2 separate regions of the Zea mays genome follow, and region 1 is linked to region 2. Evidence: chromatin contacts called from public Hi-C data. All regions are on one chromosome and are shown on one strand. Each heading gives the region's core, a stretch centred on a gene start, on an enhancer-like site or on the middle of the called end of the contact. The rest is flanking DNA. Distances are from core to core; before and after follow the strand shown.

Region 1 (5,402 bases), core at 2,476-4,975, 150 kb before region 2:
ACGGATATGAAATGATAGGTTTATTTTTTTTGAGATCTGAACCATGTGTTGCCTTTTGGTTGTTACATAATAAATGGATCTGAACCATGTGTTGCCTTTTGGTTGTTACATAATAAAATGATGGGTTCACGGATCTGAACTCATTTACGCTGTTTTAGCTCACGTTTTACGCTGGAATCCGCCCGAGCAGAACCCGCGAACTGCGGCTGTAAATTAAAATTAATTTCCTTCTACTAATGCTCCTCAAACCGTAATTGTCCCTTTATTTACGCGATTATGCAACACGTCTTTCATTATATCAAACCGGTCAAGATTTATATAATGCATGGTTTATGCCATTATGTTACACATCGTTATGCAATCGTAAACGGTTTATTTACGCATCATTATGCAGTCATTAACCGCTGCCAATATCACAGATACGAACGTGGACGAGCGGCTGTAAATGAGAATTTGTTTCCTCCCGTAACTGTGCCTTTATTTATGCGAACGTGGAGCACGTCTTTCCTTATCTCAAACTGGTGGATATTTAAATGTTGCATTGTTTATGCTATCATGTTACACAGCGTTATGCAGTCGTAAACGGTGTACACACGGTAATATTTGTTCCCGTGATTCGTGGCCCAAAAGATTCCTTCTATGCATGAATGTGATTCACCAGGAATTAAAAAAATCTGTCGAGAGTTCCGCGGAGGCAGGAGAGAGATGGTAATTTAATCCTAGACTCGAAACACGAGTACTTGGGCGTGGGTGAAGGTTTTGATCCCAATGGATTCGGCGCGGTTTTGGAATTACACCCACGGGTGCGATCGCGGACGACTTTAGGTAGATTTCATAGGTTCGACCGCAAGTGAGTTTTTGCTGTGCCTGACCTATTTTCATCTCTACAGAGAGCAGAGAGGAAGATGAAGAGAAAAAAAATAGTCGCAACAGGCTAACTCATGTTGGTCGGTACCGACCGACGGAGATTAGTCCAATACCGACAAGAATTAACACAAGTATGAGAGCATATTCTACATAGACACATGTCTAACTACGTATATTTATTGCACAACGCAAGATGAGCAACTCAAGTTGTCGTCCTGCTGATCCTGCATGCTTGGGCACCAAGCTGAGGAACCGAACAAGGCAGGCTGCTGCTGCCTCTGCATCTGTATCTGCTCGCCAGTCAGTCAGTCAGCCACGCGCACGCTGGGCTGCTGGTTGGCCGCACCTTCTTCTCAGATGTTTCCGGTCCAGTTTCCAACAGTACCGGTAGGATACACCCTGGACGCGACTGCGCGCCGGGGACGATGGCTTGTTACCGCACCACAGCTCCATTGAATTCAGCTGGGTTGACCTCATTCCCGGGTGATCTTCACCCAGAACTGGAGAAGTGGAAAGCCGACAGCGGCAATCAGACTAGGGAAAGCCAGGGCCTTTTTCTCTCTCTTTTAAATAATACTAAAGGCTTGTTCGATTAGCTCTCAATCCATATACAATCCATGTGCAACGTGAATAATCCGAATAAGGACTAAGGATGAACAGCGGTACAACAGAAATCCTTCACAAGCGGCCAGGCGCTCGCTTGTCGTCGCAGTCGGATCCGGGCCGGGAGCAGCATGTGCAAACAAAAAGAACTCAGCGGGGCATCCATCATTGTTGTATCTGTATTTGTATGTATATGAGGATCAGAAACAGTGGTGTATGGAGGAGGAACAGAACAGAGATGGTACATGCATGTGAGTGACATCAACAATATCACCTCAGTTGCAGCAACTGGGTGGTTCAATTCATAGCCAGCCACTGGGCTGCTACTGTACTGTACCTGTGCTACCAGCACCTCCAATCCAAACACACTCACAGTGTGGAGGTGGAAACAGAGCACCAGCTGTTTTGGCAGTTGGCACCCTCCCCACAAGCACAAAAGTGACAGCGAGTGCAACACAAGCTGGCAAGCTGCTGCCCCCCCTTCTCTTCTCTCTGCTGTGCTGTGGACTGACCCTACTACTCACTGTCACTGGCTAGCCATACTAAGCCATGCTTGTTTTTTAAAAAAAACATGGTACAAGAAGAGTGCCAGTATTGCATTGCATATGGGGAACAAGGCTCCGGGGACCTCCTATGTACGGGCTCAGGCTCCCTCTGGTAACAACCTTCTCCCTCCCTCCCCTGCTCCAGAGGACGAGGAGCAGAGCGATATGGAGGGGATGGACCGATCATCAGTCGTCGTCAGCGTAAAGAAAGAACCAAGCAATCAATCAAGAAAATCTCGTCATCAGGCCTGGGCCTCCAGCTCCCGCTCGCTGATGAAGGTGCCGTGGAAGCCGTAGGGCACGCGGGAGGGGAGCTGCACCGTGGCCTCCAGCCGCATGTCCACCGCGTTCACCACCAGGAGCTCCGACGTCCCCTTGCGCTCGTCGCGGACCAGGGATAGGATGTACCCGTCGTCCTCGCCGCGCGGCGCCGCGCCCTCGGCGGGCACGAAGCAGGGCTCCCCGCCGAATCGCCCGTCGCCGTAGTCGAACCGGACGACGTCGCCCGTGCCCAGGTCCACTTTCGCGAACCCGGACACCTTGGGCCACGGCTCCGCCACGGCCAGGTACGCGTACCGCGTCCGCCGCCCCAGCATGTTCCGGTTCACCATCCCCACCTCCAGGTTCACCTGCGCCGACGCCGGCAGCACGGCGCGCCGCGTCGACGCGCCCGTGCGCGTGTCGAGCCTGATCTCCGTCAGCACGCTCTGCAGCTGGCGCCCGTCGTCGGCGTCGTTGAAGATGGAGTCGGCGGGGGTCATGCAGGACCCGACCACCACCACCTCCCCGGTGCCGGCATCCTCCCACGCGTTCCACAGGTGGAAGCAGAAGCAGTCCGGCACGTCCACCCACGCCATCTCCGACGCGTCGCGCGCGTACTTGGGCAGCACGCCGAACCGGGACGTCTTGCCCGCGTCCAGCACCACGGGGGACCCGCCCCGCAGCATCTCGCCCAGCTTGAACACCACCTGGTGGTCGGGCACCACCACGAACCGCTCCGTGATGGCGAAGTCGTGCACCATGGTGGGCTGCTCCAGCGGGATCTCCACGTCGCCCGACTTGCCGCCGTCGGGCCGCAGGTAGAAGTACCTCAGGTAGGGCCGCTTGATCACGTCGTAGCTGAGCGCGAACAGCTCCCCGGACGCCGGGTCAAGCTTGGGGTGCGCGATCATGCTGCCGCACCCGGCGAGCTGCCCGCCGAAGTCGTAGCGGCCGACGGTGCGGAGGTCGCCGTCGGCCGTCACGCGCACCTGGTACGGCAGGTCGTCCTCGGACATGGCCAGGAGACGGCCGTTGAAGTAGACGAGGCCGGCGTTTGCGACCCCCGTGCCGCGGGACGGGTCGACGAGCCCGCACAGCCCGCGCGCGTAGAACAGCGCCAGGCGCGCGATCCCGGAGTGCCCGTGCAGCTCGCCGATGGCCTTGGGGAACACGGCCCGCCCCAGCGCGCGCTCCTGCCGGAGCCTGGCCGTCTCGGTGAACCGGCACGCGTACGACTCGGCCGCGCCGTTGCGGATGCGCACCGCGTGCACCATCCCGTCGCCGTCGAACAGGTGGTGCCCCGCCGACGGCTCGAAGCAGGGGTTGGCCCCGTTGCGCGCGTACACGCCCGAGATGAACGGCGGGATGCGGCCCGACACCGGCAGCGACCGCACCGGCGCCTGCTCGCCGACCGGCGCGAAGTTGCCGGCGATCTGCACGGCCGGGTCCGCCGACCGCGGCAGCGCGCGCGGCCGCTCCAGCAGGCCCGCGATCACGCCCGACTCGAACGCGTCCAGCGCCGCCGCCGCCGCGCGCTGCAGGAAGCCCAGCCCTTTCTCGCCGCCGCCCCGCTCGCCGGCTGCCGGAGAGGGAGCGGGAGCCGGCTGTTGACGCCTTTTCGGAGCGCCAAATACTCAAGAAGAACCGGCGGCGGTGCTCTCTGGTCAGGCGCGGACGGTCCGCGGCCTGGGGCCGGACGGTCCGCGACCTGGCGCAGGGGCTAGGTTTTCCTGCCTGACGTCCGGACGGTCCGCGCCCTGGGGCCGGACGGTCCGCGCGTGTGCAGGGGCGGCGGAAGATCGCCGACGGCGCCTGGATCTCGCTCCCGGGAGGGACCCCGTCGGGGAGGAGAGATCCTAGGGGTTGTCTAGGCTCGGGCCGGCCGACCTAGACTCCTCTAATCGACGTAGAGTCGAGGAGAGGCGGAGAATTTGGGGATCGAGAGGCTAAACTAGAACTAGACTAGAACTACTCCTAATTGTACTGGAAATAAATGCGAATAGAAGTTGTATTGATTCGATTGTTGATGGTTAATCGGCCGTAGACCTCTCTTTTTATAGAGGAGGGGGGCTGGACCCTTTACACGACTGGATTCCGAGCTAATTCCGCAAATCTAGCCAACAAACATAGCACAAAACTCGGAACCCTAAACTGCTCTGCGCATGCGCGGACCGTCCGGCCCACAGGCGCGGACTGTCCGGACCGCGGACCGTCCGGCCTCAGGGCCGGACCGTCCGCCTGCTCAATTTGGGGTTCAACATATGCCCCCCTGCCTTTTGGTGGAGTTGAGCAAACCAAAAGCAACTAACTCGATGTGATTACATCGGTTCTCTTAGGCATCTTGCCACATACTAGGATGGTACTGTTTGAGGAAACGCCCATTCAAAGCCTTAGGCAAGTCCTTGCCTTGTAATGTTTGTAGTAAATAGGCGTTGCCAGACATCACCTGTTTTACTTTATAAGGACCTTCCCAGCTTGGTGACCATTTCCCGAACTTCCGGTCTTTATTCCTTAGAGGCAGAATGGTCTTCCACACCAGGTCCCCTACTTGAAATGATTTTGCTTTGACCTTCTTGTTGTAGGCTCTGGCTACCATGATCTTGTCCTTTTCTATTGCTCCCAAAGCTATCATCCTCTTGTCGGTCACCTCATCAATATTATCAATCATTGAATCATAATAATCAGTAGCAGTTAGATCATTTTGTCTGGCGAACCTGACAGCATTCAAACTTATTTCCACAGGCAACACTGCTTCCTGCCCATAGACAAGCTCAAAAGGAGATACTTTAGTAGCCCTATGTTTAGATATCCTATGAGCCCATAAAGCTTCAGACAAAATCTTATGCCAATGTTTAGGATTATCAGATATCTTCTTTTTTATCAAATTAATCAACGTCCTATTACTAGACTCGGCCTGTCCATTGGCCTGAGCATAATATGGAGATGAATTAAGCAGCTTAATTCTGTATAATTCAGCAAATTCACGTACCTCCTTTGACATGAAAGAAGTACCTTGATCTGTAGTTAAGGTCTGGGGAATGCCGAATCTATGAATAATATGCTCAGTTATAAACTCAATTACCTCCTTGTGTGTCATGTTCTTTAGAGCAACGGCTTCAGTCCATT
Region 2 (5,158 bases), core at 1,683-4,182:
AATCTAAGTCTAAAGCTCACTGCATAAAACCCCTATCTGTAATGTGCGTAAGATTTCCCAAATAAATCACCATAATAGCATAAATTGGCCACAACTGGATGATTGAGGTTGGTGATTTTATATGTATGCTTTTAGAACATCTCGGCATTAGGGGGAGGAATGTTCATCTAGTGTAATGCCTCAATATTCTATAAAACACACAAAAGCCAAACTGAACCTGTCGTTCAGTGTGTACTCCTGTGTATATGGAGTTTGCTAGAAATCGTTGAGGATTAACCATATTGGTTTGAATGCTTCTACCTGATGTAGATGTGGATATACCCGGGATTAATATCATATTCACATTTGACTTATTTGCATTTGATCTATTCTGCGGGGATGCCTGCGAATATGATCCATCAGCCTTAGTCAAAGCATACGTTCTGATTGCAGATTCACGTGGTCTGTGATAACTCTCCTTCGATTAATTCACCCTGATGGTGATTTTCCTCACTGAGAGGTTCATCTTGATGATGAAATTTATAGCAATGCGCGCAATATCATTGTGCTAGGAATACGGAACAATGAATCTTTTGTTTTGGGAAATGACGAAGATCATTATTAAATATGGGAGACAAATGTGTCGACACCTATCTTGCCTCTATAGATTGCAAAGGGATCCAAAACAAAGTCCTAGGCATGAGTGCTTGAAGCTCTCTTATTGGGTCATTGATAAATGCAATCGAGGCTGAACCAATAATCGCAAAATGAAAATCACGAGCTTGAAGTTTGGACATTTATGGGCACTATTAAAATAATGTGTGGTGAATGCGATGGTTCAAGTGGTCTTGTAAGAGACCCATCCCACATTTGTGTTGAATAAACACTGTTTCGCTATGTAATATATCTAGCAAATGGCATGAATTAAAATATGCAGTTAATAGGATTCTGAAGATCCGCATGATATCCTACGAGGACTCATATCTTAGAATTATAAATATGCAACATATAAATCTCGTACCGAATAATACATTCCTGACGAATGAACACTCTCCTATGTAGAAATGATATCTCCTAGACGAGATTATGTTCCTTGATGGAACCTTTCCAGAAGAAATAAAGTATGTGTTGAACACAAAAGTTTGATAACCCATATAAAGGGATAAAGACCAATAAAGACCCGAAAAGGAATAAGATGAGGTACCAAAGGTCTTGAAGTTCACCGAATATGAACATGTGCATTCCACGAGTTTTACTCATGGTATTTTCCACTTGATGTGAAATTACGGTATCCTCTAAAGCCCTTATGGCAGAAATCTATAAGGTTTAGGTGTTACTGGCAAAATATCCCCATTGTGCCAGAATGACAGACTATAACGATGTATCTGATCGATGAAGAATCCCTGATGGATTACAATCTTTGATGGATTTATGTTACACCATCATATAAGTTGTAATGAATGAACGTCTGGAGGGATGAGTCATATCTAGAATATGTACTATCACAATTATAATATCCCCTAAGTCCTGTGGAAGGATAAGTTATTTGCTTTGCACAATTATGTATACATTGTGGTGTATGATAGAATGAAAGGTGTAGCTTCCTAGCCTCATCCACCCTCATTATTTCAGATAAACAATGACACATATCTTGAAGGATGTGTTTGAATTACGAGGGATAAAGACTTTGACAGATGTCATCGTCAGGGGGAGCGAATGCTTAATATTGATCACAATTGCGAGACACTGAATGCCATATCAGTATGCCCTAGAGGTGTCAACTTGATGATCAATACATGAAGCTTTATAGAAGTTTCTATCAGATATGTAGATCCAGTCGATCGAACACCACTAGTAAAAATGACTTATTTATGTTGATACGTTCACTTACCTCGTGTAAGCTAGAAGTGAGTTGAGGTAAAGTTCCTGAAATAATCCTTGCAAGAATATGCAATCTTTTGCTAAATCTCTACGTGCATAACTTCATATACTTCCAGAATAAGGTATTTTGCCATACTGAGACACTTTTGCAAGGATCAGGGGAGCCCATTTCTAAAGTTAGCCTTTATAGAAGATTCAATGGAATCTAGATATAGAAGATCAAAATATGTCCTGATGACAGTTGTTGTACTTTTTTTTTCTTTGGTGAGTTTTCCTGAAGTTTCTCACATGAGATTTTTAACGAGGCAACAAAGTGCTAATGCAATTTGCGTCACCATGTACTCTTTCTCCATAGTTTTCCCACTGGGTTTTTTAGAGTTTTAACGAGACATGTGTTGGTCGCGGTATTCGACCAATGGGGAGTGTTAAGTAACCCTGGTTAGGGTTATGTGGGCAAATACCGACTTTACCCTTAGGGGTCTCACATCTCTATATATGGAACATGTACACCCCTCATAAGATATAGAAGAGAAAGAGACCCAACCCTACATCCTGTGTCTCGTATGATCTGTGTCGTGTTTGATGAGAAAGGGAATGGACTCCTACGACTTCTCGCGGTGACGTAGTTATCAACAAAAATAACAACAAAAAAAGATCTCGCTTCCCGAGAAGCCAAATAATCTCCGAGCTCGCCAAAAAAATTGTATATATATATATATATATATATATATATATATATATATATATATATATATATATATATATATATATATATAACCAATACGTATTTATCATACATATTAATCGCCAAAAAAAAGTACTACTACTATGCAACGAAGCGCGAGGCGCATCAACCCCGATGCCACTACAGCTCCAGGCAACGGGGCCGGAATTGAAACTTTGCGACGCCGTGGTCTCCGGCCCGGCCTCTTCGCTGGCACCAGGAGGAGGGAAGTCCAACGGTATTGCTAATCTGAGTCTGAGGGCCCGAGCCCACCACTTGAACAAATCAAACCAGAAAGCGCCACTAACCCCTCTAACCGGTGGGGCCCACCGACGCCCACACACGCACGGGGCGGCTCAGTCAGACCGCGAGTCTCGACTCTCGACTCTCGAGTCTTGGCGTGCCCAGCCCAGGTCGTGAACCCCAGTCCAGACGTCGCCGTCGTCGCCGCCCGAACCCGATGGACATCCGCCGCGGGCCGCCGCCGCCGCGCACCGCGTCGGGCGGGGTGGAGCCGCGGTTCCGCCAGGTGGGATTCGTCACGGCCGCCGAGCCCGCGCGGGGGGCCGCCACGCCGGCGCCCGCGTCGCCCGCCGCGTCCGACGGCCTCTCCCCCGTCATGATCCCGCCCCCGCTCATCCCCGTCCCCGTCCCCGTCCCTGTCGCGCCCGCTTCCGAGTCCCTCGCGCCTTCTTCCCCGCCCCCGGACTCCTCGTCTCGCCCCGACGCCGTCTCCGACCTTGACGACGACGACGACATCGACGTGTCCTGGGCGCGCCCACCCCCGCCCGCCTTCCCAGGTACGTGCCCGGTGCACCTGTGTAGACGAACGAGTATACATACGGGTATATCTGTGTGAAGGGGGAGGTAGCTGGTGATGGTGACGCGTCAACCCATTCCTCTCCCCCAACCCAAAAAGAAATTAAGAACAATGAGATGATGATGGATCATTCCATTTCCTTCCGCAAACCAAACACTCCAACAATTTGTTAGCCAACTGGGACACTTTATTGCTTCACGCTCACCCACAGTCGTCGTTCTCTGTTGGTCAGACCAGACCACAAGTATATTAGGAAACCCAGTCTCATGTTAAGAATGGAGGGATATTACAGCCACCAATTGTTCTACAGGTAGCGAGACTCAATTTCACGTGCATATTTCAGCAACGATCCTGTTTCATGAGTTATCGTGACTGAACTAGCAAAACCACTGCTGGTAGCTACCAGAAGATCATACTGTGATCCATTAGTTACGGTTTCGATATGCTTGTTCCGTCTGTGGCTGGCTCCGTGCATGTGTAATCAATCCGGACCGTTCAGCATGGGTCACATCGTAGGATCACTCGCCTTGGTTTAACATGTAGGATTGGTTGACAGTTTCGATGCTTTCTAAGGCATGGAAAACAGCACACTATGCCTATCAGCATTGGTTTGAAGAATTACTTTTCTTCTGTTGCCATTTATTGCAGAATCTGTTTCTGCTGTTTATTTCAGAACCAAACAAGAGACACCTTACTGAAAGAAAGAATGAGCATGCTCCTCCGACTCCAGTTTCGCAGAAACCAAAGCTTTCTAAAGCAGAGAGACGTGCCATTCAGGAGTCCCAGCGTGCTGCCAAAGCCGCTGCCAAGGAGGCAGGTAGTTGATCTGCTTTCATTCTTTACAATGTCTCGGTGAATATAAAACCCCACGTATTTTTAAAAGGGGAGTAAGAGCACTCAACCCCCAGACCATCTTATCAAGGAAATACAAAGTGAAACTAAGTCTTTTACTTGGAAAAAAAATGAGTGGTTCCATTTTAGATGGAAGGCAGTATCTTTGTTTGCATCTTGTATCATTAACAGTGACTCGCCTGTAGGGGTGGTAATGGATCGCGATCCAAATGTTCCTTCACAATTTGTAAGGGCCCTAAGTTATTTTTAGTTAAAAAATGAATAGAAATAGAGCCCGACCTAATCCGATCCGATCCTTACATTTTATAGTGTAAAATTTAGAGCCCATTGTCAGCCCTACTTGCCTGACCTGTCTGCAGACACAAACTTCATCTCTTCGTGCAAAATTGCAGGTTTGAAATCAACAGCCATGGCTTCTGATGCTAACACCAAGCAACCCAAAACAGCAAAGATATCTCTGAAGAAAGATGTCAACCAAGTTAACTCTCCAGTTGCTTCTGATAAGAAGACTGGTGAACGACCGCCTGACAAAGATAGAAAAAAAGATGCTCCTCAACCCCGCATGCAATTTGACGATACACATCGGGTGGTGAAAGCAAAGAAGCGTTCAGTTGTTAGACAATCAGAAGCTCAAAACAGGGTCGAACTGTTCAGACATCTGCCTCAATATGCACATGGCACTCAACTACCTGACCTTGAGTCAAAATTTTTTCAACCTGATCTGATGCATCCTTCTGTGTACAAGGTAATTATTAGCTACTAACTAGGGGTGCAAGCGGATTGGATACGGACGGATATCACTGATATTACATTTGTTTCCATATTTCTGTTCGTATTCGGATGTGACTGATATTACATTTGTTTTCATATTTCTATTCGGATTCAGATTCAAATACGAATAA

Evidence for each region. A called contact is a pair of places that touch in the nucleus more often than the background predicts.
Region 1: a contact with region 2 is called in a Hi-C map of leaf, with 5 times the contacts expected there. The contact joins the promoter of LOC100501444 here to the promoter of LOC103640610 in region 2. A contact is called at or near these places in 2 of 25 Hi-C or Micro-C datasets (both in leaf).

What each region holds. Positions count from the first base shown.
Region 1 is chr1:178,637,562-178,642,963 of Zm-B73-REFERENCE-NAM-5.0, reverse strand. LOC100501444 (9-cis-epoxycarotenoid dioxygenase 1, chloroplastic-like) reads right to left here and starts at 3,725. Exons shown (of 1, transcript XM_023301399.2): 1 at 1,799-3,725. The coding sequence starts at 3,550. The coding sequence ends at 2,258.
Region 2 is chr1:178,491,639-178,496,796 of Zm-B73-REFERENCE-NAM-5.0, reverse strand. LOC103640610 (translation initiation factor eIF-2B subunit delta) reads left to right here and starts at 2,932. Exons shown (of 8, transcript XM_035964144.1): 1 at 2,932-3,384; 2 at 4,078-4,221; 3 at 4,649-5,001. The coding sequence starts at 3,045.